2 separate regions of the Mus musculus genome follow, and region 1 is linked to region 2. A link is a contact called in public Hi-C data. All regions are on one chromosome and are shown on one strand. Each heading gives the region's core, a stretch centred on a gene start, on an enhancer-like site or on the middle of the called end of the contact. The rest is flanking DNA. Distances are from core to core; before and after follow the strand shown.

The links. A called contact is a pair of places that touch in the nucleus more often than the background predicts.
Region 1: a Hi-C map of liver shows a contact between it and region 2, with 4 times the contacts expected there. The contact joins two enhancer-like sites. A contact is called at or near these places in 12 of 484 Hi-C or Micro-C datasets (embryonic stem cells, liver and nephron progenitors), 1 of 115 datasets of contacts at active chromatin or transcription factors (embryonic stem cells) and 1 of 9 other capture datasets (embryonic stem cells).

What each region holds. Positions count from the first base shown.
Region 1 is chr1:137,007,336-137,013,642 of GRCm38.p6, reverse strand. No RefSeq gene overlaps it. Among named protein-coding and RNA genes, the nearest start is that of Nr5a2, 50 kb to the right of the region's middle. Within about 2 kb of position 3,237, at least 14 of the 459 cell types and tissues checked have an H3K27ac peak or open chromatin away from gene starts, as enhancers often do. A contact at or near this core is called in liver, where this site is marked.
Region 2 is chr1:136,847,693-136,853,815 of GRCm38.p6, reverse strand. All of the region lies in intron 8 of Nr5a2 (nuclear receptor subfamily 5, group A, member 2), which reads left to right. Among named protein-coding and RNA genes, the nearest start is that of Nr5a2, 110 kb to the left of the region's middle. Within about 2 kb of position 4,400, at least 2 of the 459 cell types and tissues checked have an H3K27ac peak or open chromatin away from gene starts, as enhancers often do. A contact at or near this core is called in liver, where this site is marked.

The DNA.
Region 1 (6,307 bases), core at 1,988-4,487, 160 kb before region 2:
GCCTTACCTGCACTGACCAAGCCCACCTCTGGAGGCCCCGCCTTACCTGCACCTGCAGCGCTTTAGACCTGTGCTGCTCTCTATTGAGGTTGACTGTGACTTGCGTACAACGATAAAATCACCGGGTCCTACATATCTCACGTTGCCACTTTTCCAGGCTGCTTTGTGGATCGGCAGCGTCCCCTGAGGAAACGGCTGTCAGAACAAGTTAACCCTAAAGTGGAACGTGGAGTTTGAGGTGCAATCTTTAACTCACTGGGCTGTAGAGGAAAAGATGCTGCTGAACCTTCATTTCCCTCCCTGTGACGTGTGGGCGCGACAACCCCCTTCCGTGTGCAAGAAGATTAAATGAAATGAGTGCCTTGATGCATCATCCCCCCCCCCAGTCTGAGTTTCACCTGTGTCCAGCAGATTCTTCAATCTGGACAAGATGATTATAAAATAGGTCCTGGGGCTGGAGAGATGGCTCAGAGGTTAAGAGCACTGACTGCTCTTCCAGAGGTCCTGAGTTCAAATCCCAGCAACCACATGGTGGCTCACAACCATCTGTAATGAAATCTGATGCCATCTACTGGAGTGTCTGAAGACAGCTACAGTGTACTTACATATAATAAATAAATAAATAAATAAATAAATAAATAAATAAATAAATAAATATTTTTTTAAAAGAAGAAGCTGAAAAGTAAAGAAATAAAGACAGCTAGATAGGCAATTCTTTTTGTTGGTGGTGGTTTGGTTTGGTTTTTCAAGGCAGGGTTTCTCCGTGTAGCCCTGGCTATCCTAGAACTGGCTCTGTGGACTAGGCTGGTCTCGAACTCAAGAGTGCTCTGATCAAAGGTGTGTGCCACGACCATTTGGTTGGCAATGACCAATGACTTTTAAAATAGAGCTATGAAGAGAGAAACTATCATCTACCACCTACTCATCTACCACCTTTGGGTCGTTTGTTTGATACAGGGTCTCTAAAGCCTGGCTGATCTTAAACATTTGGAAGCACAAGATTGCATCAAACTCTCAACAATCCTCCTGCCTCACCCTCTCAAGTGTTGGAATTTACAAGTGTGAGCCACTACACCTTTTGAGTTTGTTGTGTTTTATTTTTTAAATTTTTTTTAATTTTTTATTAGGTATTTAGCTCATTTACATTTCCAATGCTATACCAAAAGTCCCCCATACCCACCCACCCCCACTCCCCTACCCACCCACTCCCCCTTTTTGGCCCTGGCGTTCCCCTGTACTGGGGCATATAAATTTTGCGTGTCCAATGGGCCTCTCTTTCCAGTGATGGCCGACTAGGCCATCTTTTGATACATATGCAGCTAGAGTCAAGAGCTCCGGGGTACTGGTTAGTTCATAATGTTGTTCCACCTATAGGGTTGCAGATCCCTTTAGCTCCTTGGCTACTTTCTCTAGCTCCTCCATTGGGAGCCCTGTGATCCATCCATTAGGTGACTGTGAGCATCCACTTCTGTGTTTGCTAGGCCCCGGCATAGTCTCACAAGAGACAGCTACATCTGGGTCCTTTCGATAAAATCTTGCTAGTGTATGCAATGGTGTCAGCGTTTGGATGCTGATTATGGGGTGGATCCCTGGATATGGCAGTCTCTACATGGTCCATCCTTTCATCTCAGCTCCAAACTTTGTCTCTGTAACTCCTTCCAAGGGTGTTTTGTTCCCACTTCTAAGGAGGGGTATTTTTTAAATTTTTAAAGAGTATTAGTACATAAGAGTCAATGCTCAAAAGTGTATAGCACATATCTGTAAGCCCAGGGCTTGGAGGGCTGCGGCAGAGCCAGGGTTATGAGTTCAAGATCAACCCAGACAAAATAGAAAGACCCTGTCTCCAAAAGGAGGACAAAGGGAGGAGCTTGTCTTCTGCTTCCATAGAGCCTCTCAGCCTGAAAGGCCGCAGGACCCACTGGGCTTTTGGCATTGTAAACGTGCTTTGTCAGGTGACACACCTTGTGACACTGGCTCGGGCTTCCTACCCATGGAAATCTGTCTAATCTCACCCAAAATATTCTAAATAACAGGCAGATAAAATGGTTTCTCCAATAGCAGTGTGTGGAGGTCACACCTTTAACCCTAGGGCTTGGGAAGTAGAAGCAGGCAGATTTCTGAGTTCCAGACCAGTCAGGTCTATAGAGTTCCAGAACAGCCAGGGCTACACGTTGAAAACTTGTCTTCAAAATACAAACAACAAAAACACCAGATAGCTGCTCCTCACATAAAGTCACTCACAGCTAAAACTGATGTCCTCAGTTCCAAATCCAGAACAATGAACTCCTGCAAGTTGTCCTCTGACATGCTCACGTGCGCATGTATACACACACACACACACACACACCAAGTAAGAATGATTTTTTTTATATAATTCAAATTAGTAGATTTAGCCGGGCGTCGTGGCACATGCCTTTAATCCCAGCACTGGGGAGGCAGAGGCAGGAGGAGTTCTGAGTTCGAGGCCAACCTGGTCTACAAAGTGAGTTCCAGGACAGCCAGGACTATACAGAGAAACCCTGTCTCGGGGGAATAAAAAATTAGTAGATTTAAAGTTGGGGCACATTCATCTTGTAATGGGTATAGAGTATTAGGTCATCTCTCTCAGGACACCAGTAAGTATGGAGCAGAGAGAACTGGTCAGAGTAATGAAGTCTTTGAGGTACAAAGCTTGCCACTATTAAATCTCTTCTGAGAAATGGGGTGAGCCTGCCAAGTTCGTTGCGTGGACAACTGTGAAGTGGGAATACTCGCTGGCCACATGGCTGTTGTGGTTGAGAGAGATAGTGGGTGTTTTATCTAGCCTTCAACTTTACCAGAACCAGAGGATGACATAATGTGGGGCTCCTCCTATCAGGGCTTGTTAGCAAAACTCCCTGACAGAATCACAGTTTCACAACCCCTGCAGCCTGCATGGATCAATACAGAGGAACTCACAGACTCGGCATGTCGTTATCCAATGACTAATCACACTTGTCGGGACCATTTCAGGAGTATCCTGGTCACACTGAAGTCTACTCAAATTGCCTGCCATGTAAGAACTGGAAAAGAAACTGCTCACTGGTTTAGTGCCTGAAGTATCAGAAAGAAGGTGTGTTTATGGACTTGGTCAACGAAGTACAGCAGCCTAGAGATAAAGCATTGTGGAGAAATGCCAGCCAAAGCGAGCTACAGCTTTGGGAAGTCCGGCCAATCAGCCTGAGGCCACCCTGCATGGAGATAAGGCCTCTCTTCCCAGCACTCTCCAGCAGGTGCCACCCACTGACCAAACCCAACCAAGAACCAGGTGGGGGCTGGAGCAGTATCCTGGGCCCTGGAGCAGGGTAGAGGAGTAGCAGGGCAAATGGAAAGTATGCAACACCAGTGGAAGTCAGAACTGTTTCACCTGTCCACCCATCACTGAGGAGTGCCAAGATAAAGCTATTTGCTTCAACTCCCCTCCCCAGCAGTTCTAATGTAAAAATGGGGGAACACATTAATGCCAATAGTGATTTTCATATGCTTAAACATGATCTCTTAGTTCACCCCTCCAAATGTATTTGTGCTTAAATCCCCAAGAGGTATTTATTTATTTTCATCCTACAAAGAATGCCTGCTGTTGAGTGGCAACATTTTTTTTTCTGCTCCGTTTTTGCTCTTTACAAACCAGGTGAGCAATGCACTTACTTTGAGAGATGCTCGGGGGTTTGGGCTGCTTGTGAGCCCTGGAAATATTGATCAGTTTAAAATATTTGGACACTTGCATCTCCTGAATGTGCTTACTGCGGCCCTTCTCCTGGGCAGGCCTGGAGAGCGCCCGGCATTTTTGTTATCATGATGAATTACCCTCCCTGGTAGGTCACTCTTTTTTACCTGAAGTCACAATTTGCTCCTTCTTTAGGTCACAACCTGATTTTTTCAGGGTGACAGATTTATTGCTTGCTTTGTACTCCCAAAAAACAAATCGCCAACACTGCTCAAAATCCAATCCTGCCTCAGGATAGCCCCAGATTATCCCAGTGAGGAAGAAAACCCTGGCTTCTGAGGCTCTTTCCATACTGCACTGAATCCAAGAAGGAAGGAGGATGCTGGGGTGAATCACATTGCCAGAACAGCAATTGCTTGTTAGTAGAGTCTGGGGGAACCATCTTTGCAGGATGCTCCAAAGAGCAGAGCAAAGAACTTCTCTGACTTCAACACACTTTCCTGGGCCATTAAATAAGTGGGAGTGCCCTGTAAAATGTACCTAAATCCCAAGACTGGAGCTGGGACATTTCTGGGTTAGGAAAAGTGATGTCGTAGAAGTGTCACAAAATCGACTAGAATTGGCCGGGCAGTGGTGGCACAAGCCTTTAATCCCAGCACTTGGGAGGCAGAGGCAGGGGGATTTCTGAGTTTGAGGCCAGCATGGTCTACAGAGTGAGTTCTGGGGTAGGGGCATGGGGGGATGGGGGGGGGTGAGGAGCAGACTAGGATTGAAGTGGTGAGCATTCTGCTTCAGGTAATAAGAAGTGTGTTTAAAAATTCAACACACAAGGGCACACTTCCTCCAACAACGGGCCACGCTCTCCATCTCCAGCCCTGCCCCTAGGCTAACCAGCATTGTCCCCTTCAGAAAGGAGTTCCTCCCTAGACAGGGTCCTCAAACCGCAAATGCTAACGGGGAAGTTGAAATAGCACTGTTGTTCCTGGCATTCTACAGCAGAGATCCTGTTAGACAGGCCAGAAGTGAGGGGCTCGCTCACACACCAGAACCAGCCCGCCTTCAAATTCCTGCCTCTGCCTTGCCTTCTGATCTGTGACCTTGTGAAAGTCATTAAATCACTCCACTCTGCCAGGTAGCAGTCAGAGGCAGAGGAACAGCTGTAAGTTCAAAGTAAGCTTTATCCATCTTGCAAGTTTCACACCTACAAACCCAGCAAGGCTATGAAATGAGAGCATGTCTCAAAATGAATAAATAAATAAAAATAAAAACAAGCAGTGGTGAACTCTAATTCCAGCACTCAGAAGGCAGAGGCAGGCAGATCTTTCTTTGAGTTTGATGCCAGCCTGGTCTATAGAGTGAGTTTCAGAACTTCCAGGGCTACACAGAGAAACCCTGTCTCAAACAAATAAACAAACAAAGACAAAAAAGGCCACAAGATGTCTCAAAGGTTGTTGGCATCAAGGAGAAAAGGGAGAGAAATGACCCCATAGTGAATTTTCCTCTGACCTCCACACATGTGCCATGTGCACAATAAATAAACAAATGAAAAAAATGTTTAAATGAATATAAAATAAAATAAGGTAAATATAAATAATTATGGACTAAGCCTCTTGAGGTTTGAGGCTGTGTACTGGGTTTTAAATTTTTAATCTGGTGGTGGTAAGGTGCTATCTCTTATCATTTTTAATTTACATTTTGTAAAATTATGATTTTTTTATCTCTTAATATTTCCCACTCAATTGTTGTTAGTCCCCCCTCCTACACCTACTCCCTCCCCCATCCTACTTCTCCCCCACCCTGCCCCTCCCCTTCCCGTCCTAGTCCTCCCCTTCCCCCCTCCTATCTCTCTCTCCAACCCTATTTTCATTGTGTTCCATTGTTGCTTTGTAAGTAGACTCTCACCAGCTAGCTAAGGCTAGCCTCAAACTCTTCACCAGCTAGCTCAGGTTAGCCTCAAACTCAGAATCCTCCAGTCTCAGGAGTATGCCAACACTATTAGTGGTTTTGTTATTGATTTGTTGATATTATCTATATGCATGAACTAATCATGGATCATTTACATGTTACTAGTGTATTTTCCCAGTTCACTCCATCATTATGTTCACTCATATAATGATATAAACCTATATCATTATAAAGTAAATCCATGGGGCTGGAGACGGCGCAGGGTTAAGAGCCCCTTGCTGTTCTTCCAGAGGGCCCACGTTTGGTTCCCAGCAACCCTGTTGAACAGCTCACAACTCCCTCTAACTCCAAAAGATCTGGTACCCGCTTCCAGCTGCTGCAGGTGCACGTGCACATCCCCACAGATGAACACACATACACATAATTAAGAATAAAACCAAAATATTTTAAGAATAAATCCCTGCCTGGCAATAGTGACACATGCCTTTAATCCCAGAATTTGGGAGAAGAGAGAGGTGGATTTCTGAGTTTGAGGCCAGCCTGGTCTACAGAATGAGTTTCAGGACAGCTGGGACTACACAGAGAAACCCTGTCTCCAAAATTCAATAAATAAATCCCTATATATTTGAAAACTGACAAAAATAACTGAAATAATTTCTCTTTCTCATACACACACATGCAGAAAATAACACAACACAACAAAACACCCACCACACT
Region 2 (6,123 bases), core at 3,151-5,650:
AAATCATTATAAATATGTTCCTAGGTATTTAACTAGGCCCATAACCTGGAAGCTGAGACTAAGAATCCTGAATTCCAGATCCTCCTGAGCTATATTGATAGGATCCTATCTCACATTTTTAAATGATCTGTGTCACCGATGTGATGTCCCTAACATGGCCCATAGACCCCAAATAGTTATTCTGGAGGAATAAGTATTCACACTACTACTCCACGCTTTCAAACAAATGTCTTTCCGAAACTCTGTTCATATAGCTTAATTTTTACAATTTATAAATAATAAAGACTTACAATTTTTAATCAAGTTGTAATTTTTTCTATAGATAAATTATAGGAGCTGTGTTCTACTATATCTGAGATTATTTTTAGGTTTGATGAGGCTTTAAACTTAGTAGTTGGTACTGTTGTCTCACTGAAAAAGTGCTCAGTAAATTCCCATCACAGTATTTTTTTTTTCTTTCATCTTCTTGGAAGCCTAATAGAAATTACTAAGTTCATTACTACAGGCACCGGTTATAGGGGGATGTGCTGTGTGGGAAATAAGAAATAGGAGACAGGCTGAAGGCTGCCTCCTTCCAAGAGACAGCAAAGACCAGAATGAGCCAAGGAGTAGTGGATCAAAAGCAGAATAAAGCTTATCAGAGAAAGATATTATTAGAAGTATTTAGAAGATCCTCCAACACAAGCAAGGGGATAGGCCAGTGTGTATGAAATAAGTACGCAGACATATTGTTCATAGTTTGTCAAAGGCAGAGACATCACCCTAGGCTGGAGCCCAGCACTGTTGCTGTCTTGTAACTAACAGACAAATGACCATGGAACACCTAATGGGCAATGAGTCAGTCGGTCATAGACAGCGGAGTCTGCTCTGAGCCTGGGGATCAAGACCAGTTACCTGATTGAAGTTGAAGGGAAGAAGATCTCAGTTAGCACAGGCACAGGCCCATCTGAAACCAGTTGGTGAGAGGGGTGAAATCAGACTGGAGAGTGAATGCCAGACGAATGTCTTTAATCGGTAGCCCAAGGGCAGTGGCAAGCCGATGGAGAATTGCGAGCACACAATCAGATTCCCATTTAAAACTATCCTTCTGACTGTCCCGAAGAAAATGGGCAGCATTGGAAGAATTGAGAACAGTTAAAGAGGTTGTAGAAGCAATAAAGGCACGCTATGGTGGTGACAGAGACGACAGAATAGATGGGAGATGTAATTAGGAAGCAGATCCAACAGGACTTGGTGGTGTGTGGACTGGCAAAGAGGGCCAGTGAATTCTTTCCTTTCTCAGACTTGTAGTCTAGCCAGACATCTGTAATTGGATGGATTGTGGTCCAGGACAATACAGGTTTAGAACACTGGAGACTGGGCTGAGTTGTAAACACTGACACTCCTGCTCCCCAGCATCCGTGTGGAGAGGATATATATAACTGTGGGTAAAGCCAGGTTTCTTTGGCAGTCTCCAGCATGGCACTGGCAGAGCCAGTGTTGATGCTGAGTATGAGAGAGCATGGGAAAGCAGAACGTCCCATGTGAGAGACAGTCCAAAGGGTTTGAAAAACGCACACATACCCCATGTTACAGGCAAACCACCCGGCAAGACTTCCGATTGACTCTGTTTACCCAGACAGCACTATACTTAGTGGAGTTGGGGTGTGTGTTGTTTGTTGTTAAGAAACAAACGATTCTATGTAAAACAAAACTTGCTGCGAATTCAATGTTTAAGAACAGCAGCATGCCAACCTGTGGGGGGTGGGGAAGGAGGGAGAGAGAGAGAGAGGGAGAGAGAGAGAGAAAGAATGAATGAGATCACAAACACTCAAATCCCACCTTCAACATTCCCAAACAGTGCCACCATGTGCCCATGCTTCTTGAGCTCCATGTCCTAGCATGTCACATACAACATAAAATAGCATGTGTGTTCATGTCCCATGGGGCTCAGACCTAAAAAAGTAGGGTGGATGAAAGTTGTCAGCTGGAACTTAAGATTTGACGATGTTTCTTTCCCTTTAAGTGACCTTTGTGTACGTGGGTGTCTTGTCTGCATGTATTCCTACGGACACACCAGAAAAGGGGCATCAGGTCCCAAGACGACAGTTGCAAGCTGCCAACGTGAGTGCTGGGAATTGAACTCAGGACACCTCTGGAAGAGCTGTCAGGGCTCTTAACGAGCCATTTCTAGCCTCTTGACTGATCCTTTTGATTGGAAATAGGTCAAGTACCTCTGCCTTACCTTTAGAAAGTAAAACATCAGAGATTCTGTTATTTGTTCATGAAAAGTCAGTCATAGGGAAATGGCCAGGTTGGTTGATTACGAGAAAGACCATAGCCACTTTCCATGTATTGCTGGAAGCAAACACATGGCACCTCCACATGGCACCTGAACAGTTACAAGAAAAGCAACACTGAGAAGGGCCTTTAAAGGAACCTTTAAAACATGGAAGTTGTGCACATTTTGCACATGGAAAAGCTGGCTCTGAGGAGCTGAGTAACTTGTTACTGGGGCTGGTCATGAAGACTGTATTAGAGAACTTACTGCCTTTGGTTTTGTTGAACTCAAATTGGACCGTGTGATCAAATGGCCTGAAAACTTCCCATGTCATTTAGAAGACACCCCCAGACCCCCTCCCCTTTCCCTGAAGACTGAATGTAAAACAGTTAAGGGCAAAGGAACTTCTTGGCACCTTCGCAGCCCACCTAAGTGGAAAGAGTTGGGTGAGTATTATTCCAAGGACGGCTTCCTTCTGTCCTGTTCTGAGGTTTTGTCTCCGTGTGACTCTATGTACCCAACATTCCTTCCCTCTATTGCGCAGTTCCCTGCTCACCTTTCAAAACAAGTGGGCTAGAGAGATGGTGGCTCAGCAGCTGAGGGCACTGACTGGATCTTTCAGAGGACCCGGGGGAGAGTCCCAGCACTCAAAATTCTTCAGGTCTCACCTTCATGTTAAAGCCTTGATGTTTATCCAATGAGGTTGTAAGGTCTCTCCAATCTGTATTCACATTAAATGAGCTACATAAAACAGGAATTGGTGTTCCTGTATCTTCAGTATCTGGCTTTTCTGAATAATTCATGCATCATGTGTATGGAAAAGGAAGTGTCTTAGTTAGGGTTTCCATTGCTGTGAAGAGATACTATAGCCAAAGCAACTCTTAGAAAGAACAACATTTCATTAGGGCAGGCTTACAGGTTCAGTCCGTCATTATCAAGCATTCAGGCAGACATGGTGCTGAAGGAGCCGAGAGTTCTACATCTTGATTCAACGGCAGCCAGGAGAAGACTGAATCTCTATTCCCCATGCTATGTGGAGCTTGAGCTTAGGAACCTAAAAGCTCACCCCCACAGTGACAACACGCGTCCTCTAATAAAGCTACACCTCCTCCAATAAGGCCACACCTCCTAATAGTGCCACTTCCCATGGGCAAAGAATGTTTAAACTATCACAGGAAGAATTGCCAGAATGTTTTCTAGACAAAGGCCCACAGTTACAAGAGCCCGTGTTTCTCCAAATGTAAAGCACTTTATGTGTCAGTCATTCTCAAGCTTTCTAATGCTGAGACCCCTTAATTCAGTTCCACAGTTCCTCGTGCTGTGGTGACCCCCAACCATAAACTCATATTCTTTGCTACTTCATAACCGTAACTTTGCTACCGCTATGAATCATAATGTAAATATGTTTTCTGATGGCCTTAAGTATCCCCTGTGAAAGGGTTGTTCAACCCCTAAGGAGCCACAAACCACTTGTGTACCACTTGTGTATATGGTTCTGAGAGCAGCCCCTCCAAAGCCCCTCCTTGTTACTAATTTGCAAAAGACATTGAATTGCTTGTTCTAGTTGGTGAGAGTGTGTCTTGGCTTAATATGCATGTTATTATATCGTGGTAGAGGGTTTATACGGGTGAGATCTTGAGTTTCAGGGTTTATTGGAAACTCTTCTTGGAGTTTGATTTTAGGCAACTGAAGCAAAGACTCCTCTCCCCTCCCCTCTATACCCCTCCCCTCCCAACTCTACTTTTCATCAGTGAATTTTGTTCATATAAGTTTCCTGACCAACCTCCAAAACTTCTTATAGAATTATTTATACAAATCTCTCAATTTTATCCCCTTAAAATACTTTTAAAACTTCCTTGCAGAAAGTTCTTTTCCCTCCCATTAAAAAGAAAAAGCCCTTCAGACAAAGCACGCGACAATACCTATATGTTATAGCCTGTCATCTCTCTCAAAGCTGCAAGGAAAAGCTGTGTGTGTTTCCCTTAGCTTTGCTCTAAGAGACTGGATGTATCTCAGGAAAAGACACCCAGTCGTGGTCCCCGCCATGCCCTTGCTTCAGTGAAAGACCCATCTTTGAATGGGTGTGCAGCAGCAAGGTCGCTGGCCCTCCCGTGACAGTGACCAGGGAGGCCAAGGGTTCATCTTCAGAGAGTGCTGAATCCTGCCAGTGACAGAAGTCAGCGCAGTAATGTATTCAAGAAAGCCTAAGGGTTTTACTTCTCAATAAGGCTGGAAAAAAATCTGAGCACCCCACTGTGAGCTTATCATAATGCGCTTCATAGAGAAAGTTGGTAATTAGTCCCCGAGTGAATAAAGTATTGCGGAGGAGAATTGATACTTCGAGGGAAGGCAAAATGCTCCTGCAATCATCAAATTTTAAAGGCTGTAGGAAGGGTGTGGGGACGCCTCTGCCTGTTTACGTATCGTCTCCAACGCTGAATTTGTAATCACTAGTGTTTTGTTTTGTATTTTTCAATTGTATGAGGATGAAGGTTATGTAAATTCCAAAGGAGTGCAGAGTGCCAAATGCAAGAGATCAGGTGCCATGGAGCCAGGGTTGGGGTGGCTATTCTGGCCAGTATCACTCTTGCCTTCTAGTTGGGGTTTGCTGCTGCAGTCCAGGTATTTCACAACACTTTTTACTAGGGAAACCGAACTGCAAATCTCAGTGCTTGTATATTTAAATTCGTTGCATTTGAAAAGGCCTGAACTTGTGTAAAAACTAATTCAGAGGTTGATGTCAGAATACACTCAAGTTTTTGAACCCTTCCTAAAGAAGAAAGACCATATCACAGGAAATCCCAAGTTTCCTGGAGGGAGGCGTTTCCACCTATATTTTGGCGTTACCTTTCGGTTGCTTTTAGGTCCTTGTTAGCTAGTCTCTGGACCATTGGTTGGAAAAAAACAAGGTTTATCTTTCAGGTCCAGAGATTCAAGAGACACGACCTTAGGTGCCCACCCCCCCATTGTAATTCCCATGCTGCTCATGGAACAGCGACCAAGGAAGGGAAACCCTCATTGGTAAAACACGAAAAGCAAGTCTCACTATCTATCTGGACTACAAAACCAAACCAAGGGTAGCAAGTGAACACTGTGACCTGTAATATAATATACCTTATTGCCATTTTTCAAAAGTTATGGTTATGTGTGTGTAAAATTTTCCAAAAATTAGTTTCTAATTGAAAAAGAAAGCACACTGGTTCCCAGGATCATAAAAAGGGGCCTTTCATGATTACAGTTCACCAGTCTTGTGAAAATACACCAACAGTGAAAAAGAACGGTAATTAGTGTATTTTCTGAGGATACCTTGACTAATGTGTGGTCCTCTCCCCAGAAGCTTGGGGTCTCTGTGGGGAAATGGAACTGTAGGGAAATGGACAGTTTAATAGATGGCGGGAGGCGCCTCCGAGCAGGGAAGAGTGCAATGATGCGGCAACTGCTCGCCAGCAAGGGAGAACCAGCTAACCTACCATGCCCTCCTTTCTCTTCCCCTCGCCTGAATGGACTTCACTGTCCTGGTTTTTAATGTAGCAAGATTACATGTGGGCCACCACACCTATCAGAATCTTTACCAGTAGTATCAATTTAGAAGTCTTTGGGACAATTGACAGTATGTGCATTTTATTATCCATAATGCTAAATTCATTGAAGCAGCTTAAAGAGATAATTTAGTCATGGCCAAAATAATTAATATGAAACTTTCCCCCTGTATGGAACACTTCAAATGATTTGAGCTTTTCAAAGAATACCAGTTTAGAGCAGTGTCTTTGGAAGTTAGTACAAATGATACTCTGAGAATTATAAATGCTCAGTCTAGGAGTATACAACTATTGTTTTATAATTGTTTTTGAAACAACTTTTCT